Regions from separate parts of the Anas platyrhynchos genome. Here region 1 is linked to region 2. Evidence: chromatin contacts called from public Hi-C data. All regions are on one chromosome and are shown on one strand. The core of a region is the stretch at or near the end of the contact, and the rest is flanking DNA. Distances in the headings are between cores, read along the strand shown.

Region 1 (4,214 bases), core at 1,608-4,107, 56 kb before region 2:
TAACTAAAATTGTCCTTGTACAAATGCTGTGAAAGAAAAAAAAGGGAGAAGAAACCATCTGAATGCCCCTTTTGCTGCAAAGCTGCAGCCTGAGTTCAAATTCACCACAGCAGAAGCTTCTAAACTGCCAGGTCGCCCACCTTCTTGTCTTGCTGTAGGGCTCTGGAGCAAAACATACAGCTGTCCACACTGCACACACTGCTTTGGCTCCAATCTGGAGTGAAACAGGTTTGAGGAGGAACCCTGGTGCAGAACGGAGGCTGCTTTTCTGCGGTTTCAGGGCCTGCACCCTACAAGCCAAAGGGATGGGGTTCGTTCCTTGGTGCAGATCACACGTGTGTGAGGACACAATCAAAGCAGAGCTTGCACTTTTCAAAGTAAAGGTGGTGATCACTGGAAAGTTGAGCACATCCATTCTGATGATTGTGGAACCATTTGTTTAATGATAATGTTGCTCTTGAATACATATGGTAGGGAGGAGGGAGAATTCCTTTGGGAGGGCTTTGGAAACGTTTCTCTCAAACTGTAAGTCACTGGATTGTTTCTTTTTAGGAGGGAATTGGTACATCTTGCATCTTTGATTTTATGCTAATGTTCTTTCATATGGTCTGTTTCTGTTAGAGCCTAGACTGTAGATCTGCAGTGTGTCATGGTAAGCAGCATGTAGATTAGTGCCATGTGTTAAAGTTGGAAAGTTTCTTCACTTTTTTGCTTGTTTTGTGGCAGCTTGTATTAAATAGTTTCCCCCTCCCCCCTCCCCTTTTTCTCAGTTGTGTGGTTAGGAATTGCTTTATTGCTTGTGTATCCTGTGGCAGTGTTTAATATTAGTTAGATGTTTGGCCATATGTACTTCCCTGAAATCTTATGTTGGTTTTCACTGATGGGGATTTCCTGGGTGCTCGCGTCTTCCTTCTGAATCTTCTCTCCAGATACATTATCTTCGGTAATCACAGAAGCATTATGGCATAAGGCTGTGCAGTGCAACTTCGTTAATTACCAGACTATTTGGCTGTTGTCAAGGCTTTTTGCTCAACTCTCTTGCAGTCAGTTTGAGCACAAATGCCAAACACGGTTGACCATTAACTTCATGACATTTACTATCCCTCTTAAGGAATTCCATCTCGCTATTCCTGACTAAACTTTTATTTGCAGTGAGCACAGTTTAAGGTTTTCTGTTGTAATGTGCTATTGAAATCAGGAGCATGAAGTATTTAATTTTGAAATAGGTGCTTGTTTTAATTGCCAGGAACAGAAATAGTGGGGGCTTTTAAAGGAAGAAAAAAAAAAAACAAGAAATATTCTAGTATTGTAGTGATGGTTTAATGAAAAGTGAAACATCAGATTATTTTTATTCTGAGTTGTCAAGTCCAGTCTCCCGTTTTTGCACGCAGCTATTATATAGTTCATTCACAACCGGAAACCTTCTAATTTTCAACCTTGGTGTAAGCAATTTATGTCTATTTGTTCTTTATTTTTTTCTTCCCCATTGATGATTATGTCTTCTGATAATTAAAAACATCAATCATATCCATTTCCAGCTACATTTTGCTAGACTAAGTCAAGCTCTTCTCATACTGTAGACTTTTAATTCCTCTGATCTCTCTGATACCCCTTTCCGCCCTGTTTTATGGGAAGATTAACTTAAACTATTGACTAGAATTGTACTTAATATTCAAGGTAAATCTCACCAGGGCTTTGTATCATAGCAAGACTGCTCTTCCTGCTTCTGGAAGTTGCACGTGTGGTGTATCTAAGGTTACACATCCCGTGGCTGCTTCACGTTGGTTGCTAACACGCCTGCCGCGATTGACTGATTTTCTTTTGAGGCATACTTTGGCGAGCTTTCTGCTGCTTTGATTGTTTTAATTGTGTTCCTGTAGTTTCTTGTAGCTAGTGTTACATGACTGGAGGCACTCTGGCCAGGCCATATGGTATGAAAGATTTTAGGCTTGCCTCCAGATATTAAAGATGGGGCTTGTATATTCCAGCTACTTTTTGGAAGAGGTGGAGTGTGAACGCTGTCTGTATTTAATACAGCATCTGTTGACAGTGTATACGAGGCAAAGGGAGTTTGTCCTTTACCCCAAGTGTTTATCCATTTTAGTGTCATAAAGAGCCTGATCTCTGTGGAATTGTAAGAAATTCACTTAAATCCCTTTTAGGCTGCAGTGCTGTGTGCCCATCCCCAGGTTGCTTTGCTGACTTGAGCTACTCTTGTTGCTCACCTTTGGGCTCTGCTCCAACCCTTGGGCCGGCCCTGGGTGTTTTTTAGCCTAAATTAATCGCATGCAGCGTCCCACAGGGGGTTGGGGCAGCAAGGAGCGGTGACAAAGGGCCTTGAAGGAGAGGCAGGATGGGACCCCTGGAGGGCCACATCAACACCCTGAGAGGCGTCTGCTGAGCTGGAAGCTTCGCTCTTCGGCACGGAGCAGCGGGATGAAGGGCGCCGTGTGTGGAGCCTGCACAGCGCCGGCTGCCCCCCCAGTGTGCGTGTGCGGCCCTGTGGCCGTCAGTTTATTCTCTCCAACTCCTTACCTGCGCGAGGTGCGCCGCGCTACAGCCTTACAGCCTTTCGGCTCCCCTCGCCTCAGCGCAGCGGCGGCACCGGAGGCAGGGGCTCGCACCACAAAATGGCGAGCGGCGAGCCGGACACCCCCAGGGCGTGTGCGGCAGGAGGAGGCAGCAGCCGGGCTCCCGACACCGCGTCCCGGGCACTTACTGCGGGGCGAAGCGGGCGGCAGGGCCCCGCTGGTGGCTGTGGCGGCGGCTGAGGGGAGCGCAGCGCAGGCGCGGCGGAGCGGGGAGGGAGGGAAGGAGAAGAAGAAGGAGGAGGAGGAGGAGGAGGAGGAGGGGGGGGGCGCCGCGGGCATGCGCGCCGTGCGGCGGGGAGCCCGATCTGATAGGGAGCAGGGGCTGACACTACCCCCGTGTGGGCGGCGGAACGTCCCGAGGATGACGTGCGGCGTTCTCGAATCCCGTGTCTCGCTCGTTCGCTCGCCGCCGCCGCCGCCGCCGAAGGAAACGGGGGAAAGCAGCGAGGAGGGGGGCAGGAGAGCAGGCGCGGCGCCATGGCGGCCCTGGAGCGGCCCGTGCCCAGTCCCGAAGCGTTCCTGGGCCAGCCCTGGGCCGCCTGGGTGCGGGAGGCCGCCCCCCCGCACGCTCACGGCGCCGCCCCCCCGCACAGTAAGGGCAGGGACCGGCCCCGCGGCTCCGCGCACGCCGCTCCCCTCCCCCGGCGGCGGGGCAGGGGCCGGGGGGGCCGGGGGAGGGGAGCGGCGGGGCCGACACCACCCCCCTCACCCCCCACCCCCCTCCACAATCCCTTTTCCTTCCTCCTCCTCCTCCTCCTCCTCCTCCTCGCCCGCCGGGCCGGGCCGGGCCGTGCTGCGGGAGGTGCCGCCCCCCCGGGCGCTCAGCTGACGCGCCGAGCCCCCGCTGCCATGTGTGCCGCCGTGCCCCGCCGCTTGAACCCCCCCCCACCCCAAAAAAAAACGGGAATTGTGGGGAGGGAGAGAAATGGGGAGGGGGATGCCCCGAAAGGGGGTGGGGGGGGGCGTGCATGGGGCTGGGTGCCCCCGGGCTGGGGGTGGCGGTGAGGGGGGAATCGCCCCGCAAGGTCCTCGCCCCCCCCCCCCCCACCCCCAGCACTGAACAATACCTGCCCCCCTCGGGCCTGCCTGACGCCGCTTCTCGCCCGCAGGTGTAGAGCTGGAAGAGGCTGGAAAGGAGGGTGGAAAGAGCAGGGAGGTGATGAGGCTTAATAAAGAAGGTAAGTGGACGGTGCGTGGCGCGCCTCGCTACCTGTCCGCCCGCTCTCGGGGGCTGGGTGCAGGCAGGTGGCCATCCCCGGGGCAACTTGGCTCCAAGTGCGAGGAGCAGAACAGGTGTATTACACGTGATATTATGCGTGAGGCTGGCAGCATGCTAAGGGATGAGGCGGTTTTAAGTCAAAAGGCACCCCCACACGTCAGTGGCCATATTGGATTTCTTTCGAGGACCTTCTTGGCGCAACGATCCACTCGCTCCTCGCTGAAGATGAGCGTGTAAACCTGGGCATCAACTCGAAGCCTTGTGTTATCGTCGCCGACTCCCGCAGAAAACGCTTTTATTCATTGAAATAGTCTCTCGCGATCTTTGAGTTCATTCACTTTAGGTTGAATCGCGTTTTATTCCTTCATTCTCGCTGCCGAGTGTGATTTACAGTCAACTGAAGC
Region 2 (4,211 bases), core at 1,346-3,845:
CTGCATATAAAGTGATGTTGAGGGCGGTGAGGATGCTCAGCCAGCAGTTATCAGGGTTTGGTTGGCTGATAAAGGCTCAGCGTTCCCTCGCGGTGCAGTCTGTGCCACTGCTGGGTGCAGAGATCTATGGCTGTGCGTGCACCGGGGTGAATATTCTCAAGTGCACGATGTGCTAATAGCCCTGCTGTCCTGTAACTCTTGCTCTGTCAAGATCAGGTGTTTTTCTTGCTGAGGTAAAAGGGGGAAGAAAAATAAATAAATAAATAAATAAAATAGTGTTTTCCCCCCAGAGTAGCGGAAGGACATACCCAAGAACATAACACACAGCCCCAGGGGTGCTGTTCACATGTCCTTGCATGGAGTCCTGAAAGTCACGAGAACCTCACCCATGTCTATTTGTCAGTCTTGGGAAGATCTGCAACGCTTTGGGTTTTCTTCCGCTGCTCCACAAGCCTTACCTGGCGTGCTGGGAGTCAGTCGGGTCAGAACGAGCCTGACTTTGCAATTGGAAAGGGACGAGACCGAAAAGGTCAGCAGAAATGCTGAGGCAAGGAACAGAGCTTTTTGCTCTGTTTTGTGTTGTTTTGTTTTAGGGAACTAGGAAGAGAATCCACTCGGGATGTTTTTGCATCCAGCCCATGTTGTGTTCACAGCTTCGCTTGTACCCAACTTTATCTTCACAAACCCAAGAAAGAACTGCGTGAGCGCTAGGCTGCAGCACCCCACAGACATTGCTGGTTTTGGTGTCTCCCAGTTACGGAGATCTTGGAAAGAGAAATTCCCAAAAGCTGTTAACTTCCAATTAGCACGAGCCAAGTGAAGATCCTGCCTGGGCGCACTCTCAGGTCTTTCCTCCAGGACACGGTGTGCCAGCTTTATCCACGTGCTCTCCTGCCTCCCGTCATCTCTCTGAGCCCTCCCAGCACGCTGCTGCCAGCAGGCGTGGGGGAATTGAGCCGACGCGGTGCCTGCGCCCTAGCTTAAGGATGCCTGGTCAACTTCATCCTGTGAGTGGCTCCTTTGCTCTTCCTATGATGAAAACTCAGAAGGTGAAAGCGGATTTTGGAAGCGTGAGCAGGAGAAGGTGAAATCCCTTCCTCCCATGCATTTCTGAGGTCAGTGTCAGTGAAACCTGGCGAGGTTGGCTCCAGGCTCTGCTGCTTCGCCCTCACCCGCAGCGAGGGATTCAAGTTACTCGGTAGTGCGTGTGCTAGGTCAGTTTTATTTCCAGTTGCTTATCATGTGATGCAGTTATATGAAGAAATTATGGAGGTGTTGCCAGCATGTGCACCAGAAGCAAAGTTTAAGCAGACAACGTATTTTTTGTTGTGGTTGTGTTTTGTTATTTTTTAACTCACAGATATGGATGTGTGTGGCAATTTTAGCTAGATGGTATCAGTGAGATAAAGCAAAGTTCAGAAAACAGATATTTGAGTGTAAATTATAATGGTTTCATAAGAGAGCTATAGAAACAAATATTTTCTGCTGAACACTAACAATTCATCTTGCTGAATGCAAGACTTTGTTTTAACCATTAATTACTCACTGAGTAATGTGTGCTGCCTTATTTTTATTTCTGCTCAGTTCCTGGATTTTTGTTCCATACGTAGTTCTGACTTAAAAAAATACAGATTTTTGTTTTTAAACCGAACCTTGGTTCAATGTCAGTTTAGTAGAATTGCCTTATGTCTTGTTTTTGGTTTTTAAGTTTTATATTTAGAGTAGGATTAGATTGATTTTGTTTTTTCAAAAAATATGTAAAGCACAAAAATGAAAACAACGCAATGTTCTTTAATGCTGAAGAAGAGTTAGAATCTATTTGAAAGTTTTGTTTAATGTCACAAGAATATGCTTACAGCAGCTAATCTCTGCAGTCAGAGTTGCACAATTATCAATTGAAAAGCAAGTAAAACAGGTGACACTTTACCTGTTTATCACCTGACAAAGCTGTCATTTTGCTGCTTCATCACGTCACACCTTTACTTCGCAAAATTCCTCTCTTAGCTTCAGCAAATGCGAACTTTACTGCACTCCAGCTGACCCAAGCATGGTTTTGAGGAGTTCACCGCTATTTTTGTAGTAGTTTTTCTTTTCATTTATGAGAAAATACTTCTGAAAATGCGTTACAGCCTCCTTTTAGATTCAGTTAACGTAATCACCTGAAAGTTTTTTGTGTCTGTGCCATACTCAGCTAGCTGAATGTCTGACCTGGGCATTTTATGCCCGTGAAGGGAATCAATACAGAAAGCTTTGCTGAACTCAGTTTTGTAAAGTGGACTTTTGGAGTTCCGTGAGATGCAAAATAGTATTTCCTTTATCTTTCATTTTTTTGTGAATTTTAGAGCAGCAACTTTTCATTCTTATGTGGCTGCACAGCCTTTCCTTAAAAAAACCTTAAGCTCGTTATAAGTTATAAGCTGTTCCATCACAGGTAATTTCAGCGGGCAGTCCAGACAGTGGGGAGCTGGGTGTCTCCCCTGGGTGCCTTGCATCTCCTGGGCAGTGGCCGCAGCCCCAGCGCGGTGCCGGTGCAGGCTGTGTGCGTCGCTGCGGCAGCGGGCGCGCGAAGGAAGCGCAGGAGTTGTGACACAGGAAGGGCTCGGAGCCTTGCTTCACTCGCAGAGGAAGCTGCTCGCTCCCCGGTGTTTGTGTTGCAGAGCGTGCTGGGCTTCTCAAGGCAGGATCTCACCCTGCCTGGCCCTCCTCTTTTTCTTTTCCTTTTATTTTTTCTCTTTCAGCCAGGGTTCTTTTTCTTAGTGCGTTTCCCATGAGACGTTTACGCTGGATGAGGCAGCAGCAGCATTGACCTACGCTGGCTTTACTGGTTAAGCTTTGCCATTCTCCTTTTTATCCCAAACTTTGCTTTAAAGCTTGATTTCGGCTACACAGCACCAGCTGGTCTTAAAAACGTTCCAGCGACCTGTCAGTCGGGGGCAGGTCTGCTTTTCCTTAAATATGCCCATCCCCGATACAGACCCCGCCAGGATGGAGGGGGACCGCGGATACAGCACGGCCACCTTACGTTTTGGAAATCCCTACAGCTGGCTCCTGTGAGGCACCCTGCAGGTGTACCGGTTTGGTTTGGGAGAAGTGGGGAGGGGGTTCAGAGTCTGAAAGGTTTCTGCCGAGAATTTCCTTGCAAGTTTTTTTAAAATTTGATTGAGTTGAGCAGCCACAATGCTGGGCCAACACGGCTCCTTTCATGCTCAGGGGTAAAGCGTGGTCCACGTGGTGCTGGGTGTCCTGCTAGCACACCCTCAGCAACTGCACTGCATGTGTGAATCTGCTTCAGGTCACCTAAAGCAGGAATAATTCTGGAAGTTTTGAAACATTGCCTATTTTGGTGGCTTAAAAAATAAAGTGTGCCTATTTACAAAAACTAACCTGTACTTTTTATTAAGAGCAAAAGTTTGGTTTCATCACCTAGAAATACGCATAGGAAGTGTTGCTGGGTGAATTTCTAGTAATTAATAACTTGTTTAATTTGATGGCAGTTACGTTAAGTATTTAATATTGAACTGTGCTGTGGCTTAAAATACCTTTTTTTTTTTATGTTGATTTCTCTGTAAAAGTAAGATTTTATCACCTGGCTTTCCACATTCTATCATGCAGCATGGATGTAGAGATGTAGGCAGTTGCTCAGAGTTACTTTTTTTAAGATTATGTTGTAATACATCATTGCAGCAATACTTTCTTGTAAGTATGGACCAAATCTCAGACACTGAAGCACAAACAGCTTTACATTGAATTAAAAGATACCTTGCAAATAAATCATTATTTCCTTTAATCGAGCTTCAAAATTGTTTTACAATTCACTGTGTTCAAACACAGATTCCCTTCATGTCTTAGGGAAACTTTTGAAGGCATGTGCAGAATTGTAATTTTCCTCATTTTTTTGGAACTTAACACAGTTAACTTCCAGCAATGTCTGCAGCTGGCTGCCTAATAAAAATAACTTGCATTCCTAGAAACATTAGGTTGTACTGAGGGCAAAAATGACTAAACAGTTTTTAAAATGTAACCCACATTGTTACATGAAAATGTTTTGTCTTAGTATTAATCTAAACTAACAGCTTAGCTGCAGTGATATTTAGCAGTGCTTTAATTAATGTGGATTATCCATCTACAGAAAAGTTCTCCTGGTACTGTATCAGTTTGCTTTGGTATCTTTTGGATGTGCTCCATCTATTATTTTGAACCTATTGAAAGGC

The links. Hi-C and Micro-C count contacts between places; a contact is called where the count stands out from the background.
Region 1: a Hi-C map of liver shows a contact between it and region 2, with 2.3 times the contacts expected there. The contact joins the promoter of ATXN7L1 here to the enhancer-like site in region 2. A contact is called at or near these places in 2 of 8 Hi-C or Micro-C datasets (liver and skeletal muscle).

Annotation. Positions count from the first base shown.
Region 1 is chr1:14,470,174-14,474,387 of IASCAAS_PekinDuck_T2T, reverse strand. It overlaps ATXN7L1 (ataxin 7 like 1), which reads left to right and starts at 2,857. Exons shown (of 11, transcript XM_038179339.2): 1 at 2,857-3,183; 2 at 3,701-3,769. The coding sequence starts at 3,069.
Region 2 is chr1:14,413,780-14,417,990 of IASCAAS_PekinDuck_T2T, reverse strand. All of the region lies in intron 2 of ATXN7L1 (ataxin 7 like 1), which reads left to right. Among named protein-coding and RNA genes, the nearest start is that of ATXN7L1, 56 kb to the left of the region's middle. Within about 2 kb of position 2,595, at least 2 of the 8 cell types and tissues checked have an H3K27ac peak or open chromatin away from gene starts, as enhancers often do.